Linked DNA regions of Mus musculus: region 2 is linked to region 1. A link is a contact called in public promoter capture Hi-C data. All regions are on one chromosome and are shown on one strand. Each heading gives the region's core, a stretch centred on a gene start, on an enhancer-like site or on the middle of the called end of the contact. The rest is flanking DNA. Distances are from core to core; before and after follow the strand shown. Region 1 holds the start of Ugt2b37 (UDP glucuronosyltransferase 2 family, polypeptide B37). Region 2 holds the start of Sult1d1 (sulfotransferase family 1D, member 1).

Evidence for each region. Promoter capture Hi-C pulls out the DNA fragments that hold promoters and counts their contacts.
Region 2: a contact with region 1 is called in a promoter capture Hi-C map of pre-B cells, with 2.5 times the contacts expected there. The contact joins the promoter of Sult1d1 here to the promoter of Ugt2b37 in region 1. A contact is called at or near these places in 2 of 39 promoter capture datasets (liver and pre-B cells).

The regions. Positions count from the first base shown.
Region 1 is chr5:87,253,458-87,260,477 of GRCm38.p6, reverse strand. Ugt2b37 (UDP glucuronosyltransferase 2 family, polypeptide B37) reads left to right here and starts at 5,690. Exons shown (of 6, transcript NM_053215.3): 1 at 5,690-6,431. The coding sequence starts at 5,708.
Region 2 is chr5:87,567,601-87,574,913 of GRCm38.p6, reverse strand. It overlaps Sult1d1 (sulfotransferase family 1D, member 1), which reads left to right and starts at 5,908. Exons shown (of 8, transcript NM_016771.3): 1 at 5,908-6,117.

The DNA of each region.
Region 1 (7,020 bases), core at 4,441-6,940:
GTCTTCTTTGAAAGTCTGATAGAACTTTACACTAAACACATCTGGTCCTGGGTTGTTTTTTTGGGGGGGGGCGGGGAGGGGAGACTATTAATGACTGCTTCTATTTCTTTAGGGGATATAGGACTGTTTAGATCATTAACCTGATCTTGATTTAACTTTGGTACCTGGTATCTGTCTAGAAACTTGTCCATTTCATCTAGGTTCTCCAATTTTGTTGAGTATAGCCTTTTGTAGAAGGATCTGATGGTGTTTTGGATTTCTTCAAGATCTGTTGTTATGTCTCACTTTTAATTTCTGATTTTGTTAATTAGGATGCTGTCCCTGTGCCCTTTAACGGGTCTGTCTAAGGGTTTATCTATCTTGTTGATTTTCTCAAAGAACCAGCTCCTTGTTTGGTTGATTCTTTGAATAGTTCTTCTTGTTTCCATTTGGTTGATTTCACCCCTGAGTTTGATTATTTCCTGCCTTCTACTCCTCTTGGGTGAATTTGCTTCCTTTTGTTCTAGAGCTTTTAGGTGTGTTTTCAAGCTGCTAGTGTGTGTTCTCTCTAATTTCTTTTTGGAGGCACTCAGAGCTATGAGTTTTCCTCTTAGAAATGCTCTCATTGTGCCCCATATGTTTGGGTATAGTGCGGCTTCATTTTCATTAAACTCTAAAAAGTCCTTAATTTCTTTCTTTATTCCTTCCTTGACCAAGGTATCATTGAGAAGAGTGTTGTTCATTTTCCATGTTAATGTTGGCGTTCTATTATTTATGTTGTTATTGAAGATCATCCTTAGTCCATGGTGATCTGATAGGGTGCATGGGACAATTTCAATATTTTTGTTTCTGTTAAGGCCTGTTTCGTGACCAATTATATGGTTAATTTTGGAGAAGGTACCATGAGGTGCTGAGAAGGTATATCCTTTTGTTTTAGGATAAAATGTTTTGTATATATTTGTTAGATCCATTTGTTTCATAACTTCTATTAGTTTCACTGTGTCCCTGTTTAGTTTCTGTTTCCATGATCTGTGCATTGGTGAAAGTCGTGTATTGAAGTCTCCCTCTATTATTGTGTGAGATACAATGTGTGCTTTGAGCTTTACTAAAGTTTCTTTAATGAATGTGACTGCCCTTGTATTTGGAGCATTTATATTTTCTTTTGTCATGTTTGGTTGTTATCTCTTAGAATCCTGCTGTTTTTTCTAATGAGAGACAGAGAGGAGGTAGATCAAGAGGGGGGAGGAGGAGAGAGAGATGGAAGGAGTAGAGGGAGGGGAAACTATTATCAGGATACATTATATGAAAAATAATCTATTTTTAATTTAAAAATAAGCACCTCAAAAAGACTTGCTACTCTAACTTTATATTGTTGACTGAGTAGCTATTTCCATGTATATATTTGATTCTTTATACTGAGATGCATATCTTGAGAAAAACCTTTCAGTATGTGTACCTCCTTTCTAATTTTGTCAAGATGCTCAACAGTATTTCCTAGTAAAGCAAAATTGGCTAACATTTTCCAATTTTGAAATTCTTATAATGAAGTACATCAATTTTACTCTTAGCAGTCTGTTGGTTGACAGTTCAATTTTCTTTTAGAGACAAATGTCTTGTTATTTAATAAATTTTGCATCACTGTCATGATTGGTCTATAGGTGTACTGTATTGATTTTATATGTAAAAGTGTGTGATTGATAATCTTTAATTATTAACTTTAATTAATTAAAAAATACCTAAAGCATTATAGAGATAATAACTGGGCTCAGTTTATGCAAGAATTTCCAAAGAAGATAATTTGTAGTTTTTTCAGAAGATGAGGAATAATAGGTAAGGACATGATGACATTTTTAAATTATTCAATGGATTATATAATGATAACAGGAGAGGGCATATTCATTAAGTTATCTTACAAATGATTCTACTGAGTAAAACACATAGAGTGATTTCCCATGTGCTTCTCACTGTTGTGAATGTACACATGGCAAGATAATACGATTTTAGGGTAGAGTGATCTAAGATACAGGAGCCATGGGATAGTTGGTCAGCTACTTTACAAGACATCTCCTGATCTATGCAGGAGGATCAGGAGATAGAGGAAAAAAGATATATATTGTTTTTTTTTTCCTCTAGTAAAATGGAGTTGTGTGCTGACCGTGAATCCCACCAAATCAGTCACACAGACACTGAAAGAAAAGGTCTTCTCCCATAGAGTGTGACAAAAAGCTGCTATGAGTCCCTGCATACTCTCACATACCAGGTTAAGCTCATGTTCATTCTTATTTGATTTCAGAGTCAAGATTGTAGCTGCCTTGTGTTCAGTTTACTTTTAAAAGACAGTTATTTTATTGTTCAGAATGACAGATATGCCTATAACATGTTTTGGTCAAATCACCAGCTCTGACTTACCCTCCCTTTTTCCTACTATACCCCACCACTTTTTATTTCCAATTTGATATGTATTTTTTAAACCAAATTGAGTGTACTTAGTCTTGCAAGCATGTGGCTAGGAATAATGTTAAGGTTTGTTTTGTTGCCTTGTATTGTAGTACTAAATAGTAGACCCCAAGTTCTCTTTGTTCCCAGGTACAAGGAGTTCCTCACATACAACAAGTGATGCTATGTAACTTTGCCCTATATAACAAGTTATTCATGATTCATCAAAAAGATGCCTACTGATGGGCAGAGGAGGTAGGCATAAATTCGATACACAGACTTAGGTCTGAAGTAAAGACCATGAGGAGGAGGAGGAGGTGGAGGAGGAGGAGGAGGAGGAGGGGGGGGAGGAGGTAGTGGTGGTAGAGGGGGAGAGAGGAGAGGAGAGGAGAGGAGAGGAGAGGAGAGCAGAGGAGAGCAGAGGAGAGCAGAGGAGAGCAGAGGAGAGCAGAGGAGAGCAGAGGAGAGCAGAGGAGAGCAGAGGAGAGCAGAGGAGAGCAGAGGAGAGCAGAGGAGAACAAAAGATGTTATGGGTTAGTTGAACCATGAGAAAATGATGATGAAGGCCAACCAGTTGGAAAAGAAGCAGCCCAAATGGAAATTGCCAAGTTATAACTCAGGCTTATTGACAAAGATGTAGTTACAATGGAAGAGAGGGTTGATACCTGCCCACCTCAAGTACTATTAAGGTTAATTTTAATTATAAAGGCTTTGTATCTTTTATTTGGGAACTGAATGGAATGATCAAGTATAGGTAGAAATTCCCCCATTAAATATTTACCACAATAGTATAAAGCCATATCCTGAGTAATGGCTAGACCTCTCATTCTGAAGCTCCTGACTTCATCCATAGTAGCAATCACCTGTCAATAACTCCTCAGGAAGGGATGGGAATTCATGTGTCTCTATGGGCTATGGTCTTCAATCTTGGGCATGTTTTGAGCATACAGTCATTATTACTGGGATTTGTATGTGCAACAGTTCTTCGGTGTTCAGAAAATTTTAGCCACCACATCAATGTTGTGGAATCTCAACATATCCCTTTATGCTTTGGTACTATATTGAAGAGGCCAGTGAAATATCTGTTTTAATTTTCATGCTTTTCTGACTTTGCTGAAGAGAGAACTGAATGAGATAACTATGTCTCATGAAATTCTTACAGACTTGTTGTCAGGCTGTTTATGGTTTACTACAAATATACCACAAAATACTTGTCATACACTTATATTACAGAATTGGATTTCATGACTAAATGGATCAACACAGATTCAAACATTTTTCATTCATTATGTGCTGTGGACTGGACTCAATTGGTTTATCAACTCGCAGGGAACCAGGATTTCAGTAATCAGGTGAACAAGAAGTAGGTGGGATGACAAATAGGCATGAACACAAGGGAGTGTTGATCTGAATGTAATGTTTCAAAATGAGCATCAGATTTATATTACAGAAGAAAACTAAGAAGTTAGGTTACACATTAACCAAGGTACATCGAAGTTATCTGACACAAAACAGATAAAATGTAAAAATAAAAACTGTATACAAAAAGTCTGACAGGAACCAGGCAGTGTTTACAATTGAGATATGATCAGCCCCTTCTAAAAATTTGTTATTGACAGGAGCCAGGTGAGGATTTCACACCTTAGTCACAATTTATGCTATTCCTCTGAGCCTTGTGAATGCTTGCACCAGGGGGATTCTGCTCATGCTGACATTTTCATGAATAAAGCAATAATGTAGTTCCTCCTTAAACCACAACCCTCCTTCTTCCTAGGTTATTGTAAATTCTTGCATATGGGAGTAAGGGTCTGTATGGAATATCCTTTTGTCAGAAGAACTCACCAACGTCAGTTTAATATGCAATGTAGTCTACCATACCTGACTGTAGGGAGGATTCTAAGTTTACTATTTTCAACTTGCCCTGAGATTACTAACTCCTATTTGAAAAACTGTGAGATGCCTGTTTACTAACTGTCAACACTGGGACATTTCATCTGAATGAGGAACACTCTTACGAAATTCCAAGCCCAGGGTTGACTCCAGGACTCCGAGGACATTGGTGAAGGCCAGGAAGCAAAGTTCAGTCTAGCTTAGGTATTTGACACATTATTTCTCAGAGGTACCTATAATAAAACAATACTGAAAGAAAGTACACAGATCCATTCACCAACTAATGCAGGGACAAGTTGGAACATTTGTGTTACAGGATGCCAAGGCTCCAGGGCCCTAAGTTTCCATAAAACTTTTCTGCCTTGGGACTCATCGAAGTTTTTGGGGCTGCCATGCAGTCTTCACTGGTGTGTGTATAGCATTTCCCACTTTATATCTTTTAGATGAAGTTTCAGAATGTCCCACCTCAATCTCAGAAGAACTCTAAAGATAAGTGGAAACACAATGATTACTAATAAAATAATGTCAATTATAATAGCATGCAAGATTATATACTTAACCCAATCTAAGGGATTTAATACAAATAGATTATTTTTTAAATCTCTGGCTAATTTCTCAATGTTCTATTTATCCAAAGGACTTCTGTTAATATCTGAAATTTCTATCTTTAATTGCTGTATAATATGTGAAATATCTGTATTTTTCCACACTCCCTGCAAATGAGCCTTAGTCTTTCCCCAATTAATGGTTGCATTATAAGTTAATGGCATGACACATATATATTGAAATGAAGCACGACCTTTAGTAGCTAACCTAACCTTAATATTTGCTATAACCTGTCCCCATCTATTGTTAACATATCATCATAGAAAACTGTAGCTAACTTTCAAATATGTCTCTAAAACTGTCTAGAACCAGCCTTTTAAATGAAGTCTGTTATTTCTAATATTGGATTGATTATTAGAACAGTCCATGATTTAGTCAGAATAATTGGTCACATTAAAGGAAAGGGAAGAGTCATCATGACATTCAACTATGTAAATTAATAAGCTTTCAAGGCCATATAGAGGAGAATTCAGAGATCAGCCATATTATGATGTCACTAGTTTTGTGAGACATCTTAGAATATTCTAATATCCCATTAATAATTGAACATGACATCATTATTTCTTGGCTATTTGAAAACATGCCATCATAAGAGACGTGACTCACTCTCATGTAAACAGGGAATAATTGAAATCATTCTTCGATTCTTTTCCCAAAACCTTAGTTCTGGTCTTTTAATTATCAGCTCTGGGAAATGCAAGTTATAGTTTAACCTCTGGGCTGAAGCTTCTTGGATAAAAGGTCAAGCAGTGACAGAAGCAAATGAACTGTGAAGAGAAGGATTTTGATTTTCAGGATGCCTGGAAAGTGGATTTCTGCTCTGTTGCTGCTGCAGATAAGTTGCTGCTTCAGATCTGTGAAATGTGGGAAAGTGTTGGTGTGGCCGATGGAATTCAGTCATTGGATGAACATAAAAATAATACTGGATGAACTGGTACAGAGGGGCCATGAAGTCACTGTTCTGAGACCTTCAGCTTACTATGTTCTTGATCCCAAAAAATCACCTGGCCTTAAGTTTGAAACTTTTCCTACATCTGTCACTAAAGATGATCTGGAAAATTTTTTCATACAGCTTTTGAATGTGTGGACTTATGAGTTGTCAAGAGATACATGTTTGTCATATTCTCCTTTAATGCAAAATATGTTTGATGAATTATCTGGTTATTATCTAAGTCTTTGTAAAGATGTCGTTTCAAACAGACAGCTCATGACAAAGCTACAGGAATCAAAGTTTGATGTCCTTTTGTCAGATCCTGTTGCTTTTGGTGGGGAGCTAATCGCTGAATTGCTCCACATACCTTTTCTGTACAGTCTTCGCTTCACTGCAGGTTACAGAATTGAAAAATCCAGTGGAAGATTTCTACTACCTCCCTCTTATGTGCCTGTTATTCTGTCAGGATTAGGTGGACAAATGACATTCATAGAGAGAGTAAAAAATATGATATGCATGCTTTATTTTGACTTTTGGTTCCAGATGCCTAATGATAAGAAATGGGATTCATTTTACACTGAATATTTGGGTAAGTTACATTTTTTTTTCTAAGTTGCTTGAATACCTAAGTTTCACAAGTGTGTAAATCTTTATGTCCATGAAATAGAAAGTGTAAGAGTCCTTTATAAGTGATCAAATGTATAATGATATAAACTATCAAAGTCACAAGCTCTTGTAAATGCTCATATATTTGATCAAATAGGAGAAGGTATCGGTATCAGTACTGATAGAAGACATTTCGGTTAGCTATACAATTACATAGAGATGAAATTAGATGGTCCCTAAATGATTCTTTACCCATATACTGAAATGTTTTCTTCTATTTTAATAAGTCACTAAGCAGTTACCAATTAATCTTGATTAATGGAGATTCAAGAATGGCATATTTTGTTATATATATATATATATATATATACATATATATATATATATATATACATACACACATTGAATAAGTTATTTCCTCTTGCCTAGGCCAGTGTATTTATTTAAAATGAAAATGTAGGGTCAGAAAACATGGCCAAAGATTTAAGATTGTTTCTGTACAGAGCTCTGTGCCAGAGCTCTTTTCCTGGGACCACTCATATACAATGGCTCAAAATTGCCTGTAACTTCAC
Region 2 (7,313 bases), core at 4,659-7,158, 310 kb before region 1:
ATATTGTTTATGTGTTACAAATGTGTTCACATACACATGTCATAGACATAGATTCTACCAATTCATAAATTTCCCCTAGGAGCTATTAACTGTACATTTATGGTCATAAAACTTTTTAAATTATTTTCCTCAGTCAACTTGGCAGTAAATTAAAACAAGAATGGTGGTTAGAGACAAAGAGTAGCAGCTCTGAAAATCCTCTAACTATGCTGCATTTGCTTTCCCCCATGTATTCATGTAAGACTCCTTTTCTCCATGTTTGCTCTTTTCTGGGAAGATAATGTTTATGGATTACATCCCAGTATCGACTGTCTTCGACTTCGACTTTGTGGGGGAGGTGACAGAGAGAGGAATGAGTGTGACGTCAAATTGATGGTTGTTCACTTTTCCTGGTCCATTCTAATGACAACAAACTAATTGGGCTTTGCACCTCTATGAAATGAACTGGATATGACTTATCTCTGAATTCCTTGGCTTTATAATGATATATTTGTTTCAGCTGTGTCCTATTACTATAAGCAGTAAGTGCATAATACAATTTTACTAGAACATAAATCTTCAGGCTCCTGTAGGAGGGAAACAGCCTGCTAAAAGGCTCCAGATCACTTTTGGGTTACAAGGCATAAGAGGAGGCAATGTAGGAATATTTTTTTTCCTTGTTTATGTCACTGATCTTTAAAAATGTTTAATTGCCTTCAGGTGCATTGCTGTGCTGTGGCCTTATAAAAATATACTGTTTGGGCTTTGCTGGGCTTTCTCTCTGAAGCAGACTGGGGAAAAAAAAAAAAAGAAAAAGAAAAGAAAACTGCTTTCACCCCTACCAAATTGTATGCATGCTTGTGATACTCATACAGGAGAATAGCAAAAAAAAAAAAAAAAAAAAAAAAAAAAGTTATCAACTCACATATAACAAAACGGAAGGCTTTCATTTCAACTTATTTAGTCACATCAGCAGTCAGAAACCTAGGTACAGAAATCAGGAAGCACATAACCGGTGGGATTTTGATCACATGAAAAATTAAAAGGTCCTCTGGCTACTATTTTTTGGAAACATGATATTACACTTGCAGGGGATTCAGTGGTGGTAGATATTCCAGGTTGTCTTGCGATAGTGCAGCACCACTTAAGGAGTGGAATTTGTTCCCTGTTTTCTTGGCTGAACTTCCTTTGCCCTTCCTTCTTCCTTCATAGGGAGCACTCTCTCGCCTTTGCAGAGAGTGGTGAAACAGCATCTATGTTTTGCTTTGCTTTTCCAGCTGAAACCAGGAGCGCCCATAGTGAAGACAAAGGGCTCTCTTGTCGATCACAGCTGTTTCAGAGCAGTAAGTTCAGAACAGATGGATTCTTTTATTCAGGTTGTCCTACCTACTATTATAGCAAACATCCACAGCACCTTCTCCCGAGCCTTTCAAACTTGAAACAGCAACCGGCTTTGTACAGAGTAGTAAACAACTTTAAACCAATTATTAGTGCGCAGGCTCCTCTGCTCAAAGCAATTCAGAGAACGAGGCTTCCATTAACTAGTTTCTGTAGAAACACAGTCTAGACCTCCAGTTCTTATTAAGAAGTGTTTGGTGGTAAGTAATTTACAATGTCTGTTGTTTGAACAACATAACATTCAACTGAGAAAACAGGAAACCGAAACCTGAAATATTCTTCCCCTTTATTTTTATTTTACTAACAAGATAAGAAAACATTTCGAAACCCTACTTCTAGATTTTCTACCTGTAAAGAGAAAGGTAAATTGTAATAACTAAAGTTCTATTGAAGTAGGCTTCGCTACTAAACTTTAAGGATGTAGAGAGGAAAGTAATATTGAAGTGTATTCGTTTTCGTCTTTTCAGTATTTCTGTTCACTCCAGGGGAATGTTCACATGTAGGGAACTAGTGGGCTGAGCCCTGTAAACTGTGGTTGGAAACAGAAAGGAGAGTTAGGCAAGAGTAATCAAAACAAGCTGGCTTCTGTCTTGTCCTCAGAACTCTCTACAATCAAAAACGGTGCCAACACTAGTCGAGCACATTTGCCATGGAGAGGAGGTTCACGCTGCTTTGTAGAATATTTTGGTTATTTGGTATATTTTACATACATAGGGGTTCTGTTTTGTTTTGTCATAGGGTAAAAAACTATGGTGATGGTTCTTGAGTTTCAGGAGATTTCTCATTTTCTAAATGATACTCCTAAAAGATTTTTTAAGTGCCCCTCCCTGTCCCTGTCCCTGTAAGGATTTATTCAGTTCTTTCTATTCATTTCTTTCTCCTTAGATTCACTTTAATATCGAAGCATCATGGTAACCAGGTGACACAGAACAAACTCTTCTGGAAGATGTGTGCTGCCCTACTTATGGTAGCCATCGGAATGTTTTAAATGCAAGAGTTTAGATGTACTTTAAAGCAAAAATATGAGAAAGTAAAGCCAGTGTACTAACTCAATGGACATTTTTGATTAATAATCATAAATTTTTGTCTGTGGGTAAATGCTGCACAATTACTATTTTTCAAATAAGGACACAACTGTTTTTCTTGGTTATATGAAAATTTGTATAGTTAAAAATTTGAAATCAGTGTCTAATAATGGTCTGAAATTAGATTTCTATCTTTATGAAATGTAATATGTCAGCTATCAGCATGCATTAGCTATCATGAAGTTAAAAATCACTGCATTTCCAATATAACATCAAGTTGGGATGTTGGTTTAAAGTCATTTAGTACTTTCATGTAATATCTACATTCTCAAATACCAAAGAGGCTTTATATAACTTTTTAAAAGACTCAGTTCTTTTTTGATCTTCATAAGTCTTTCATTTTATGAGTCTACTATATATACGTATATGTGAATTATATATATGTTATTCACTTATATATATGTATATATATATATATATACACACACACACACACACACATATATATGTATATATATATATTTTTTTTTGTACATGTATATCTGTTACCAATTGTGTGCCTGAGCTAGAGCAGCCAGAAAAGAACCCTGGATCCCCAAGAATAGCAGTTACAGAATTTTGTGAGCTGCCACATGGGTGCTGGGCAGTGAACCTTACTCCTATGCAAAAGCAAAGAGTTTTTGTTTGTTTGGTTTTTAAACCACTAAACCATTTCCCTAGTCCCATTATTCCTGGGATGTTAGTAAATATATGTATTTATTCTTTGAAACTAAGAGCAATTTAGCCTTCTTTTCTAAAAATTAACTTACATCATTCTAAAAGAGCCTTTGCAACTAAGTTCAAATGTCACTTCTAAGTTGCTTTCAAAAGCCTTTAACAAGATGGCAAGGTCTTGTTCCCCATCAAAAGCTGCATATTTCAGACTGTTTCAAACGCAAGTGTTTTCTGCAAGGAAATTCTCTGTTTCTCTGAGAAATCTAAGGCCAGTTTTATTATGTACAGTGCGTGCATTTTATCTTACTGGATATTAAGTGCAGAATAATTAGGCTGATATAGATGTCAGGCAAAGTAGGCTGGGCCAACTGGCATTTCCAGATTTTTCAATCTGGATAATTCTCAAGTGAGTAATTATAAATAAATTACCAACATCCTAGCTTTTATGAATATATACCACAGAAGTGTCTATTATATTTACTTATAAATCATTTAATTATTAAACATCAATGTAATGACTGTAAGATTTTATCTAGATATGAAAACTTAAACTGTGTTTCTCAGAGATAGCTAAAAAAGAAAACTGAAATGTGATTGAAAATAATTCTGTTTAATTTTCATATTTTGGGCTTTTTTTTTTTTTTTTTTGTCTGAAATGTAGTAAGATGTTTACCATGTACTTGAAAGTAGGCGTGAACAAGTGGTCTGCTTGAGACTCTCCATAAGAAAGACTACACTCCTCTCCTGTTTCTTTGCTAGTGTTCTTCTCATTCTGTCATAATGACAAAGTGGCCTTACCTGTGAAGAGGACCCTCTATTGGGAAAACAGCCCCCAGTGGATTAGACTGTGGAACAACCCGGGTGCATTTTGCTGATGACAACTCATTGTAGGTGGGCCATTTTTGGGCTGGTCATCCAAATTGCTCTAAGGAAGCAGCCTGTCCAAGACATGAGTAAGCCAATAAGCAGTACTTCTTCCTAAGCTCTATGGCAGTTGCTGTCTCCTGGTTCCTGCCTTGAGTTCCTGTTCTGACTTCATTGGGTTACTACAAGTTCTAAGAAAAAAATAAATCCTTTTCTTTCTAAGTTGCTTTTGGTCCTGGTGCTTTATTACAGCCCTATCAATTCTAAGAAATTCTCTGAGTCCCTTAAATTATAGACACATGAATGAAACTATCCGTCAAGGTGCCAAAAGCTGGAAGGGCTAACTACAGATATCCACATATGGGAATTATCTCAAATGTTAGCATTTGACAGAAAAAAAAAGTAAATGAAAATAAGATATATTCAAACAGATTATATGGTTAAATTAAATAAGAATACTTTCCATCTAGCATTGCCTTGATATATATTGGTGTTTTATGCCTATCAATTTTGGTAACACTTTGTAATTATTGTTTTCAATATTATTGAAATATATATTGTTTATTTGTAGTAATAAAATACATTATTTAGTTACCTGCATGGTTTGTGCTGTGATTCAATTATAGAGACAGCATTTTCTCTTTCATTATTCTTTGGATGTTTTAGATCTTTATTAATTATGCAATACAATACTGTGGTAAAGTGGTCAATTGGAGTACAGAACACCTGAACTTAGTTCTTCTGTGTGTCAATACCTGTTATGTAAATGTCCTTTACTGCTTGTACTACCAGCCTTCTAATCTCCAGTTAGAACTATTCCATATTCATCTCAATTCAGTTTTATTCATTTTCTACAACTGATAGAATTTTATTATTTTGTAAAGCTTAATAGCATTCCATTGTATATACACATGCATGTACACACAATTTGTTTTGTTTAATGATGTTGAACATCTAGGTTGATTCTGTATTTATCTCTACTGCAAATAAAACTCTATCAAACACATTAATATGGCTAGTTTTTTAATGTGCTAGTGTTTTTTCCTTGGGATATATATATATATATATATATATATATCCTGGACATATATCTTTTATATTTTCCATACTGACTATATTAATTTAGATTTCCCACAGACTACAAGTATTTAAATGTATTTTCCTCTATATCCTCTCTGGCATTATATTTTGTGTTTGTGAAAATAGGCGAAATAAGTAGAATAGGATGGCTGGTATTCCAGAGTATTTCATAACAATATTTTCCTAACGGAAATCTAATGTAGTTGGACGAAACTTGATTTTTTTTCTTACATATAAAATCAATTGTCAAACCAGTGTGATTGAAACATTTTGTCACAGGGATGAGCCACTAAAGGTTGCATGAAAAGTGAGGGTAATGACTGTCTTACTTTAAATTTACATAAACTAACTTTCACAAATGCTATCTCATTTTTTTTATAATTTAGCTACCATTTTAATAAATTGCTTTCTGACAAATATTCTAGAAATATAAGAATATTCTAATCATGTACTCGTTTTCTTGTTTCTACCACAGTGGTTTATTAAAACATGTAATCTGTTCTTCAAAGAACATTAGCATTACTAAGAACATAACATTAGAAATGAAAGAAACTTGAGTGATCATTTTTAATATTTACTTTTTGACAAATAATATAAATCAGATCCATGCAAAAGATTTATGTACTAGGAATATAACACTGTCTAAGAGAATAATGTGTTGATTGTCGTGAGTTTGATATTTATTTTGATTTCTATGGGACAAAAAAAAACATCTTTAGGTTTAACACAGTTCACCAGTAGGTTCAGGAGACTATAGTCCACTGATCAGTTAATAATTGACTAAGAGTAGCTGTTAACAACACGCAAAACATGGAGGTGTGCCTAAAGTCTTATAATTATCACCCTGGGGAGTTTATACTCATGGGGCATTTTCAGTAGGTAAACAGGGGAGCGGCCTTAGGGAAATGAACATTGTTCATCATTTCTTAAGCTTACCACAACTTAATTTCTTTCTCACATTACGTTGTGAGCTACCCAGGGACATCATCCTTTTAAAGACTTTTCGGTTCTGATTCTTCATCTGAGAAAACTCATTTAAAGCTCCGAGAATTTAAAGGTAAGATAAACTTGGTTGTGTTTCTTCCATAAATATATCAGCTGTGACTTTTTAAGGTGTAGATTTTGAAAATATGGATTATTAAATTTATATGTAATACTTAAAAGATCGAAAAATTATAAAACATCCTTTTGTGATCTAAGAAAGTCCTTGTTCTGTGTTCTGTGATTGTCAGATACTGATCAAATCACAGATATTCCACAAGGTTTAAAGAGCAGTACCTAAATTATCTTATGATAATTTCATACTTAGAAATCACTCTAAATGAAATATCACTTTCTATATAATCAAGTAGAGCATAAGATATTACTTAAATTATTAGTAAGGTAGGCTTATATTTTCTAAATTATCTCATATGCTTTTTAATATACTGTATTTAATATGTGTGTGAAGCTCATTATTATGGAATACAATGAGTAAAATCAACCTCGTTGAGACAGTTTATTCTTCCCCAGATTCTTAACAGAAATTCATACCATTTCACCTTTGTTTTTCCTTTGCCAAGAGCCTTGGCATAACTTGGAGTTTCTCTTGTAATACTTTGTATTATTTGTTGTTCCAAGTCTTATAATACAAATTTAAAATAGTTAACATTACAGGACCTACACTTACCTTGCTCTAACCAAATTCTGTCATTTGTTGAAAGCAAGTACTTTTGGGAGGATTTCCAAAGAATACTTAATATTTCCTTGTTATTTTGCTCCTTAGCTAAAATGAGATAGTTGGAATTGACACATAAGAACCTTGTATGAACTGAATAATACACTATATATATTTTAAAGAATTCCAATTGTGCATGTTTATGACCTAGGCTCTTCATACATATTATGTTTGTATAGCTTAATGTTCTTATTGATCTTCTAACCGTGGGAGCAGGATTGTTTCTGACTTTTTTGTTTGCTTTGTTGACCCTTTTTCTCCTATTGGGTTGTTTTCTCCAGCCTTAATATGAGGGGAGGTTTCTAGTGTTATTGGAGCGTGATATGTCTTGATTAGTTCATATCCCTGGGAGGCCTGCCCTTTTCAGAAGTGAAATGAAGGAGTGGATCTGGGCTGAAAACTAGGATGAGCCTGGGAGGGAAGGATGAAGGGGGAAACTATGGTTAGGATGGAATGTATGATAGAAGAATAAAAGTTATTTTATTCTTTTTTTTCCTGGAGTCTTCCACTGCAATTAGGCTTCACCAATAGCTTCA